Linked DNA regions of Sus scrofa: region 2 is linked to region 1. Evidence: chromatin contacts called from public HiChIP or PLAC-seq data. All regions are on one chromosome and are shown on one strand. Each heading gives the region's core, a stretch centred on a gene start, on an enhancer-like site or on the middle of the called end of the contact. The rest is flanking DNA. Distances are from core to core; before and after follow the strand shown.

The links. HiChIP or PLAC-seq counts read pairs in DNA pulled down with a chosen protein or histone mark.
Region 2: an H3K27ac HiChIP or PLAC-seq map of alveolar macrophages shows a contact between it and region 1. The contact joins the promoter of BCL2L14 here to the promoter of CDKN1B in region 1. A contact is called at or near these places in 1 of 5 promoter capture datasets (liver), 2 of 47 Hi-C or Micro-C datasets (both in embryonic fibroblasts) and 2 of 2 datasets of contacts at active chromatin or transcription factors (alveolar macrophages and skeletal muscle).

What each region holds. Positions count from the first base shown.
Region 1 is chr5:59,734,078-59,739,493 of Sscrofa11.1, forward strand. CDKN1B (cyclin dependent kinase inhibitor 1B) reads right to left here and starts at 1,754. Exons shown (of 3, transcript NM_214316.1): 1 at 1,238-1,754; 2 at 562-691. The coding sequence starts at 1,712. The coding sequence ends at 570.
Region 2 is chr5:60,353,615-60,359,170 of Sscrofa11.1, forward strand. It overlaps BCL2L14 (BCL2 like 14), which reads right to left and starts at 4,117. Exons shown (of 6, transcript NM_001315668.1): 1 at 4,063-4,117.

The DNA.
Region 1 (5,416 bases), core at 504-3,003:
CACACTCCTCTCTATTCACATTTCTAACCATGTGATTAACCAGATATGAGCCATTTGTACCTAACTTTTCCCTCAAAGTTTTAACTGGATCATTTATTTGCCATTTTTTTCCATGTATGGCTCAAAATCTGTTAGAGTCAGCTTGGTCCTCTGGGAGATGAATTCTCCTGAAGTGGGATGGAGGCAGACCCCCGCTCTTGTTCAGATGGAAAAAGAACCTATTGTTCCCAACACCGTTTTGATGGGACTCTCAGGGAACTGACCTTCCTACCCACAGGGCCTTGGTTGCAAGTATTTGCCTGGGACACTTGCTCTAATCATTGGGAGCTTCAAAGGAAAATGATCTCAGGACAGAGAAACTGGGAAGAATTATAGTACCCCCACCCTGATGCCCAGTCTTTCCCATTCCTCCTTTTTTTGGACCTCATAAAATACAAACAAAACCCCACAAGCTCTAATCTGCCAGACACCACTAAGATCGGGTATCTTGGTGTTTGAAAACCCATGAGTTCCTTCAGCCCAAATCGGGTGTCACTTATTTGCTTCCAGTGATCAACCCACCGAGCAGTTTACGTTTGACGCCTTCTGAGGCCGGGCTTCTTGGGCGTCTGCTCCACTGAAGCCGAGTTCGGGGAACCGTCTGAAACATTTTCTTCTGTTCTGTTGGCTCTTTTGTTTTGAGGAGAGGAATCTAAAGGCAGGAGGGAATTTTAAAAAGAACACACACAAATAATCTTTATTAGAAAAAACAATGGCTGACACAAGTTGGCTCGATACTGAGGGGACAAAAAACCCACCACCTCCACCCACCATCCTGGATCCGTCATTCCCAGTGGCCTTTAAGGGCACAAAATGAGGTTGTTTTCACATAACAGAAAGTGTATTCTACGCCCCAAATCTCTCTCTCTCCAAAGCGAAGAGGGAGGTGGTTGATAAACATCCCAACGTTGTCACATACCTACAGCTGGCTAGCGGGGAGGAGCCGCGATGTTTTCAGTTAGAGAAATTATCAGATAGCACAGTCTCATGCTTCAGACTTAAAAGTCATAAACAGACCAGCAGCTAGCCAAATAGCATTTAAAACCTAAGATGAGGAAGGTGTGTTCCCCAAGAGCTAAGTCAGAATGCGCTGAAAAGAAAGCGGAGGTTTAAGATCCTCAAGCAGGGAAAACAGCACGGCAGACAAACAGAGAGAGGCAGACAAACAGACGTTTCATGCATTCGAAAGGGTCATTACCGTCTGTGGCAGGTCGCTTCCTTATCCCAGTGCACTGCTCCGCTAACCCCGTCTGGCTGTCCGGTGCATCAGTCTTTTGGTCTACCAAATGTGTGTCCTCTGAGTTGGCCTGAGACCCAATTAAAGGCACCGCCTGGCGGGTCCCGCTGACACCCTGGCCCTCCTGCGCCGGCACCTTGCAGGCGCCTTTGGGTGGCCGCGGGGGTCTGTAGTAGAACTCGGGCAAGCTGCCCTTTTCCACCTCCTGCCACTCGTATTTGCCCTCCAGGGGCTTGTGATTCTGAAAATCAAAATTCCACTTGCGCTGGCTGGCCTCTTCCATGTCTCTGCAGTGCTTCTCCAAGTCCCGGGTTAACTCTTCGTGATTGACCGGGCCGAAGAGGTTTCGGCAGGCCGAGGGCTTGGGGTACTCCGCCTGTCTGGCGTCCATCCGCTCCAGGCTCGGGCTCCCGTTAGACACTCTCACGTTTGACATCTTCCTCCCGGGGCTCGGCGACCGCCTCTCTCGCGCTCTCGCAAAACAAAACCGAACAAAACAAAACGCCTCGACCCAGCCCGAGCCCCTCTTATAAGCCCTGCGGCTGCCCTCCGAGCCAAGAGAAACAAACACCGACGAGTAAGCGCCCGAGCGTCAGGAGCGCGCTGGGGCTGGGGGAGGGGGCGAGGGGCAGCCCGGGCCAGGCAGCCCCGAGTCTCCGCCGATCAAGTGTACGGGCGAGCTGGAGGGCGGGGAGGGGAGGGGAGAGGAGCGCAGCGGAGAGAGGAGGGGGCAGAGCCAGTCCGAGTCCCCGCCGCTGCGAGCCCGCGGGTCCCGCCGACCGAGCGGCTCTCCAAACCTTGCCGGCGTCGGAGTCGCGGAGCGGCGAGAAAGTGGGGACAGGGGAGGGGGAGAAAAACACCCCGAAAAGACGAGCCCCCTTTTTTTAGTTGCCCAATATGGCGGTGGAAGGGAGGCTGACGAAGAAGAAGATGATTGACACCGCAAGTCTATTTAAACAGAGGAGGAGATCATTGGTCGCGGCGCCGGGAGCCGCCCAGCCGAGACTGGCGAGCTGGGCCTTAAGGTGGCCCCTGAGCCGCCGCTGCGCCTCCCCGCCTCCCGAGCGCGCCGCCGCCGAGCGCGCGGCCGGGAGCTCGACTGGTCGCGTGACTGCTGGAGGTGCCGGGCTGCCAGCAAACCTGCTCTGGCTGGCCTCGGAGAAATTAAAAATAAGACAAACTCGCCAAAAGGCCGGGGAGCCGGGGAGGGGCCTGGCCGGAGAGGTGGCGGGTTCTGGTCCCTGCGCTGCGCTCCGCTCCGGAGCCCCGACCTCCCTCTCCTCGCCGAGGGCGATCTTATTTTCCCCTCGCTCGCCGAGCGGGTAGGGGCGGGCAGCTGGGCTCGCCGCTGGGCGCTCGGCCCCCAGCTGGGCTCTCTCCCGGGGGGGCCCCCACCGCTCGCTCAGCGGGGGAGGCGGGGAGCCCCTGAGCCTGGGTGCCTTAGCTGGGGGTGAGCAGTGGTTAGCTCACCCTTAACCTAGAAGTCTGTGCTGTTCTAGGGGAGGCAGGGGGCTTAGGGGGGAAGCCCAGGAGGACGTCTTTCTATAAGTAGACTGGAATAGATGCTGCATTTGTAATGTATTCTGAACCCAAGCTCTCCCTCAATAAAAACAAGAAAAGGGCTTCGAGATCAAAAACTCTATTGGTCTCCCAAGTCCCTAATAAACTTAGTAGCTGTCTCAGATACATTTCGTTTAAAAAAGCGAGGATACACCCCTGGCCCAGGTTCTTGCTTCCCAAGCACTGTTAAGGCCACTGACTTGGTCTGCGTGTGGGAACTCGTCTCCTCTTTTATATTTTTCAGTTCTTTCCCGGCTTGTAGCAGTTTCCTCTACCTGAGTCCCGCCGCCAAATACAACAGCCCCTTCCTTCCTTCACCTTTCTCTCCCACCAGATTCACTTCTCCAGCCCACCCAGAACATTCAGATAGATACAAGTGAACGCTTTGAGAGAGCTGCAAGTCGCTGAAGGGTGAAAGTAATCGCAAAGTCCAGATTGTGAAGTGATTTATACAACCACCACAACCATGTTCTCAGATCTGATATTATTATTTGGGCGTTTCTCTGCTCCCCTTGGCAACTTGAAGTCTACCTATCCATATGATTTTGAGCAAGATGATGGGAGTTAAAACAGGATGAACAGGGCTATCATATCTGAAACAGAGCCCAAAGAGTCTTTAACTGCCTTCCCCCACTCCCATATATGATCTTGGTCTGGGTCAAAGTTATTATACACGTTACTGGAAACTAATCTTCAGTTCTAATAGTACACAACAGTTTTCTTAGGTGTCTTCAGTAGTCCACAGCCGTTTTCTTAGGAGTCTATGATACAGATGAGTTTGACTTGTAACTTGTTTTCTTAACCACATATTGTTTGTCCACTTTGTCTGCCTGCCTCACGTGTGCACTCCAGAATGTAAGAGCTGGAGGGGGTGGGGGAGAGAGCCTTCAGAACCCTGTGGCTCAATCCTTTCTTTTTACCACTGAGGAAATTGAGACTCGGGTTTCTTGTCTGGGGACACATAGCCAGTTGGTAGCAGAGCCAGGACTAGAGTAGAGGCAGCACCCTCACCCTAAAGCTGGTTCATTTTCTGTTCCTTTCCCTCCTGATGGCCTCAACTGGTTGTTTTTGTTTGTTTGTTTTCCTGGGTCTGCCTGTGCTATAGTCTACAGGCCCTCCTCTCTTACAAGTGATTCAGAATGGCTCCTTCTCATACCCTGGCTTGTCTGCAGATGTTTCCTTGATGTAGCCTCTGGTCCCTGGCCTGATACCACTATCTTTGGCCTTTGGTGTGACCTTGCACTAATTTGGCTAAAACGCAGATTCCCAAAAGGCAGGGTGAGAGCAGTGAGGGAGGTGATGCCCCAAACTTATTTCAAAGTCAAGACTTCCTACCTGACTGACAAAATATTTCACCTGAGATCATAGTAAAAGGTCAGGTCTTCTTTATTTTTCTACATTTAATGCCCCACTTAATTTGCTGAACTGGAGGAGGGGTAAGAGGGACATGAAATTTAGGGTACGTCTCAATACCCTAATTTATTCCCTATTCCTGAAATGAGATCACTGTTGTGAAAATGTTTACATAATTGCTAGACTTCACTGGAATTCGCTATTATATATAAGCATAAACTCAGATACATAATTACACGAAGGACCACATAGATGAAAGTGGAGATATTCTAGTGTATTACACCTTGGCACTGATGTTTGATTTTACTCGTGGAATTAATATCTTAGGTAAAAGCAAAAATTTAATACTTCTATCCCTTACACACCCTGAACGTTTCTTCAACTAATATGTGGGCCCACCATTTTGTCGCTTTGTTAATCTTGAAAAGTAAAGGAGTCACAGTCACGCCACCTTAAGACATCTGGCCGCCAGCAGAAAGGCTGTGCTTACACCGACCTTGCTCAGATCTAAAGTGTTTTGTTTACAGTCAAGGCACCGGAGATCTGTACAGCTAATAACGAGAAGGGAGGCGTCAGCGGTAGTAGCGACGAAGCGTGAAAAAATACTATGGAGTCCCGGCGGGAAGGGGGAACTGGGAGCTCGCAGCGCCATCCGCCTGCGGAAAGTAGGCGGCGGCTTTAAAAGTGAGCCGGGAGAAGAATTTCCAATAAACAGCGTAAAGGCGGAGCCTGGGTAAAAGAAAGTTCCACTCGCGGCTCTAAAATGGACTCTGCTACCCAGCGACCCGCAATCTAGTCCCGGGCGATGCTTTTGTTGTCTTTTCCACTCCTGGTACTTTTCTCCTTTAGAACCGAGAAGTGGCCCCTAAGCCACCCAAGACTTCTGTGTCCTTCATCAGCTGAGGAGAGAGGCGAAGACTGAAATAACTTAAAAGAAAACACCTGTGCGGTATAGACAGGTGTTCGGGGGCGGCGGGCGGCAGGGCAAGCTCGCCTCCCAGGTGCGGTGCTCGCAGGGGGAAGTTGGGAGGCCCCCCCGCCCCCAAATTTCTGCGAAGACGCATATTTCCCTGCCCTGATGCCTTCGCGCCACAAGCACACCATTTTAAATCCTTTCTCGAGGATGTTTATAGCGAGGCGACATGCACTCAATTTCCCTGTGCTCCTAAACCGACATATTTTGAGAGTTTGGAAATTTCACAGTCGTCTGTTTCTGACACTTTTCAT
Region 2 (5,556 bases), core at 2,867-5,366, 620 kb after region 1:
TTGAATGTAAATTGGTGCAGACATGGTGGAAAATGGTATGAATATTTCTCAAAAAACTAAAAATAGAAATATATGACCCAGCAATTACACTCCTTGGTATGTATCTGGAAAAGATAAAAATACTAATTTGAAAAGATACATGTACTCCAATGTTCATAAAAGCATTATTTACAGTTGCCAAGATATGGAAGGAACATAAGTGTCTAAGAACAGATGAATGGATAAAGAAGATACAGTGTATATTGTATGGAATACGACTCAGCCATAAAAAAGAATGAAATTGTGCCATTTGCAACAGCATGAATGGACTTGGAGGGTTATGCTAAATGAAATAAGTAAAAAAAAGACAAATACTGTTATGATATCACTTATACGTGGAATCTTAAAAGCATAAACTAGTGAATATAACAAAAAAGAAAGACAGATATGGAGAAGAAACTACTGGTTGCCCATGGAGGCAGGGGAAGGGAAGGGGTAAGATGGGGGAGGGGATTAAGAGGTACAAACTATTACATATAAAATAAATAAGCTATAAGGATATGTTATACAGCACAAGGAATATAGCCAATATTTTATAATCACTACAAATGGAGTAGAACCTTTAAAAATTCTGAATCATTGTTGTGCATCAACTATATCTCAATTAAAAAATTAAAAAAAACATACCCCCATATCATGGATAAAAAAAATAGCACATGTAAATCATCTAAAGTAGTGCATGGTAGATGTTACATGTTCAAGAAATACTAGCATCTTCATTAAAGTTAGATTATTTTAGAATAGGTTACCTTTTTGGTAAGTTTTAATGTGTACGTAAAAGCAAATCCATCAAATGCTGCAATTAAGAAAAGTAATGACCTGCAAATATTTGGTTTATCTATAGATAGTGTGGGTGTGGGTATAAAGTACACACACTGTAAGGCATGAAGCCTGGGACTTGGCTGGCTTTCCCAGCACCTAGCATAAGGCCTGACAGAGTAAATGCTCCATAAATATTTGATGAATGAAAGAAAAACGACATAGATCTACCAGTTAATAATATGGGATATATAGTCAAACTTGAATTTTAGATAAATGACAAATAATTTTTTAGTGTAAGTAGGTCCTGAATATTGTATGCTTATAAAATAATAGTATCTGTCATTTACCTGAAATTCATACCTAACAGGGCCTCCTATATATTTTTTTTTTTTGGTCCTTTTAGGGCCTTCTCGACAGCCACAGCAACACAGGATCCTCAACCCACTGAGTGAGGCCAGGGATCGAACCTGCATCCTCATGGATGCTAGTCAGGGTTAATTTCTGTGCCACGACAGGAACTCTGGGCCTCTTGTATTTTTAAGCAAATTGGACAACTCTACGAATGAAAGGTGCTGCTTAAAAATATTGAGAACTGAGTTTCTTGGAAGGGAGTAAAGTGGACCTGGGGTTGAGACTGAGTTACCTGAGACACATGAGCCAAAGAGGGAAAGGGCTAGGAGAGCCGGACACGAGGTCAGACTCCAGGTGGACGTCTCACTGCAGATGTGGCTGAGCCCAGGCAGGGAGCAGCGCTGGAGGGTGTCAGGAGACTTATGTGGGTTTTAATTCGGAGCTTCCTTTGGACTGGAAGTACCCTCGGGTTCTCCAGGAACTGTGTCCTTGGTAGGGGGTGAGCCTTCCTCCAGCCACAAAACTACTCTGGAGGAAACCATGTAAGTTAAAAAAAAAAAAAAAAAAAGCAAAAAGTTTCTAATGCAGCGTGAGGACTTTAAAAGTGTGTGTGTGTCCTACTCTACAGCACAGGGAACTCTTAGGATAGAGCATGATGGGGAATGACATGAGAAAAAGAATGTGTATGACTGGGTCACTTTGCTGTACAGCAGAAAATGTCACATAAATCAACTATAATAAAATTGCTTTTTGAAAAAAGTGAATAGAAAAAAAAGTGAGTGTGTGTGTGTGTGTGTGGTGTGTGCATGTGTGATGTTATCGGAGAAAGGGTCCTTCTTTAAGAGAGGGGTTTGCAAAAGGCTGATGCAGGAGCAACAGCTGAAAGGGGGGAAAACCAGAGGTCAGGATGGAGCACACGGTCCTTCCATCTGGGGGCAGAGATTTTTGTCACATTACAGGCCAGAAGGATCTGAGTGCTTGGCCCAACCAAGAGGCAAGGCCAAGGGCGAGAGAGAGAAGCAGAGAGCCCGGCAGCATGCAGACAGTGGCCAGGAGCAGCGGTGCGGAGGAGACCATGGCATCAGTCTCAGTTAAGACACTTCCAGTGCATCCCACTGATCCCCACTGTGAATGAGGGCGCTGTTAAATTGACCATAACGTCTTGGTGCAGAGCAGCAGCGAGTTACTTTATCACACATTGCAGCCCTTCTGCTCTCAGCCATTCGTGTTCAAAATGCTCAACTTCTGGGTCAATGGAAATGTACAGGTAAGTTTTATGCTTATGTTTATGGAAAGGAAGTCCTGGGTGGGGTCCCAGGGTGTAGGTGCAGAGCCTGGAGGGTTCAATTAGCTCCAGGATCAGATGTGTGAGGCTTATTGTAATTCAGTGGCTCCCCAGCCCTACTCTTTGTATTTACATACCCTCTCCTTATCTACACCAAACTGCTTCTGAAAGGGAGGGAGGTTACATGGTGTCTTTGTTTGGCCTCTTTGCCCTCCCAGAAGATTCCCTCTCCCTCAACCCCTAGATGGCCAAAGTCCTGCGGGTTCCCACGCAGCTAGTCCCCTAGGAGCGGGGCAGGGCGGCACCTGACCTCCAGGATGGCAGGACACCCTTGGGGTTGTTCTAGCTCTGGATTCCTTTGTCGAGGTTAGATTTTGCTTCCCTTCCTGTGGCAGGTCACGGAGGAAAGAGACCCTACAACGGCACAGAGGCTGTGGCCCCAGGGCCCCAGGAAGCTGGATGGAATTCAAATTTGCTCACTCTGCTGAGACCTGAATGTAAGACAGGAGTGAGGGAGTTCCCACTGTGGCACAGCGGAAACAAATCCGACTGGACCCATGAGGTTGTGGGTTCAATCCCTGGCCTTGCTCAGTGGGTTAAGGATCCAGTGGTGTTGTGAGCTGTGGTGTAAGTTGCTGACACGGCTCAGATCTGGCATGGCTGTGGCTGTGGTGCAGGCTGGCAGCTGTAGCTCTGATTAGACCCCTAGCCTGGGAACCTCCATATGCCGCAGGTGTGGCCCTAAAAAGACTCCTCCCCACCAAAAAAAAAAAAAAAAAAAAAAAAGGAGTGAGGACGCTCATTCCTGAGGACCAAATTAGGAGCTCAGTGTTTTCTGGTTGCTTTTCACCTGCCCTTCTGCCCCCTCTGCCCCCCTTATGCCCTTCAGAGGCAATCTGCCCTCCCCCCTCGCTTTCCTGAACATCTAGTGTCTTCGTCCCGCCTCCTGTTTGTCATTTCTGTCCTTTAAATCCTCAGGGAGAAATGAGGAATGAGGTAAAATCATTACAATAGAAGCTAAACTGAGAGACAGAGACTCAGGCTCTGATGATTATGAACAAAGGGGGTGGGGACCTCGGGAGGGAGCAGAATTTCCCATTTCACCTGAGCCTTGTACCCAAGGAAGTCTCTAGGGGGGTCTGCCAGGACTAGACCTTGTGTCCAAGTTCCCACATGTGCTCAGGACTCTGGCTCAAACCCAGGCACGCCTGTCTGCAGCCCATTTCTGCTCTGGGGGAGGAAGCTTGCATTTCCACAGGCTTCTGTCAGGTCATCACGCACCTTGTCACGCACTCAGTGAGAGAGGCCTGCACAAAATTCAAAATCATTTGGCCAGTTACATATTCTGAACTGACCTATCCCAAGCCTTCTGAGCAAAGGAGAAATGAAAGAGAAACCTAAATATCTTTCTTTCCCTTTCTTTGAAACGCCAAACTAGTTGCTTAACGTTTAGTTTTAGATTCTTAATTTTGCTTTCTGAGTTTGACATGCTAAGATCTTGGAAATAAACTCGGGAAACGTGAGGTCTGCTCATCTCTAGTGAGTTAGCAAAACCAGGATGGACCTGCCCACCCCAGGTCCTGCTGGAAAGGCTGAGAATGAAGACTGGTGCCTCCTGGTGTTACCTGGTCTCCAGGCTGTTAGCGGTGTCTCCTGCTTCAGGTCAGGTGGCAGTAAGGATATTTCTATACCTGAGTCTCTCTCCACGAAACTTAAGAGGAAACTCTGGCCAAGTCTTCCTGGCTTCTCATTGCGGGAGGCTTCTTGTGATCTGAGACCCCAGCGGGTGTAGCCTCTTCAGGTTGGGACTAGAGCTGGAGGGAGGCTCAGGAAAGAGAGCCACTTCCTCGTTAAGCCCTGCCCTCAGCTTTTTAACTGAAGGAGGGGCTGACCTTTGCCCAAGTAATTTGACTCGAAAAGGAGTTCTACACGGTTTCCCAAGGACTCTCACTGCCCTTTGGGACAAAGACAATTATTTGGGTGTTTTCCTGAGAGTGCTTTCCATTTCATCAGTTTAGCAAATGTTTACTGATCACCTGTGGGACATCTTGAATCTTAACATCAGGAGGCAGGTGTTACGATTCCCATTTTGCCTATAAGGAAACTGAGGCTCAGAGGTAAGGTATCTTGTTAGTGGTCCCCGTCAGGTGAGCTGAGATCCAAATCTTGGTCTTTCTGGCTTTCCACTATATCCTGTTACCTCTCCTGTGAGATTCAAAGGTTGTATTCCAATGGAACCCCTGGAAAAGCTTTCAAAACAGAATCTAACCCCAGCCATAGTAAAACCCACAAAAACTCATGTAAAGACTATAGGTTACATGGGCGTTCCTGTTGCTGTGCAGCAAAAACAAATCCGACTAGAACCCATGAGGATGCAGGTTCGATCCCTGGCCTCACGCAGTGGGTTAAGGATCTGGTGTGGATGTGAGCTGTGGTGTAGGTCTCGGGTGAGGCTCGGATCCTGCATTGCTGTGGCTGTGGTGTAGGCCAGCAGCTGCAACTCTGATTTGACTCCTGGCCTGGGAACTTCTATATGCCATGGGTATGGTATGGCCCCAAAATGCAAAAACAAAAAACCACTATAGCTTATGATTTTAGGGATAGAATTCCCTATGTATAAGAAAGAAGAAACAGATAGGATTTTATGCTTTATCCAGATTCTTAACTGAAGTATATATTTATGATCATGAAATATGAGTGCTGGCTACTCAAACTGGGAAGATGAAGGAAGTGAGAAATGAAAGGGGAATTAAGGGTGATTTCATAAAAGCGGGGAAAGGACTGGCCATTTAAATATTAGGTAAACATCCCTGAGAGACAAATGACAGCAGTTATGGGAAAGTTAGTTTTTTGGTGACTCAAAGTGAAATTTCACCAGCAAATTCATATTTATTGCACATAATGAATACAAGTCTAGTTACCTGGAGGGCTATTCAAGAAATATTAAGAATGTCTTGTCTTTTTAAAAAAAAAAAAAACTCAGTCTTTTTTTTGGGAAGAAGAGATAGATTCATTTGAAACAATTCAAGAATCAACAAATGGATATAACAAGTAACTAAATTGCCTAGTAAGGACCACAGTTGTGATTGGACTTCAGAGTTACATGACTTAAGGAAACT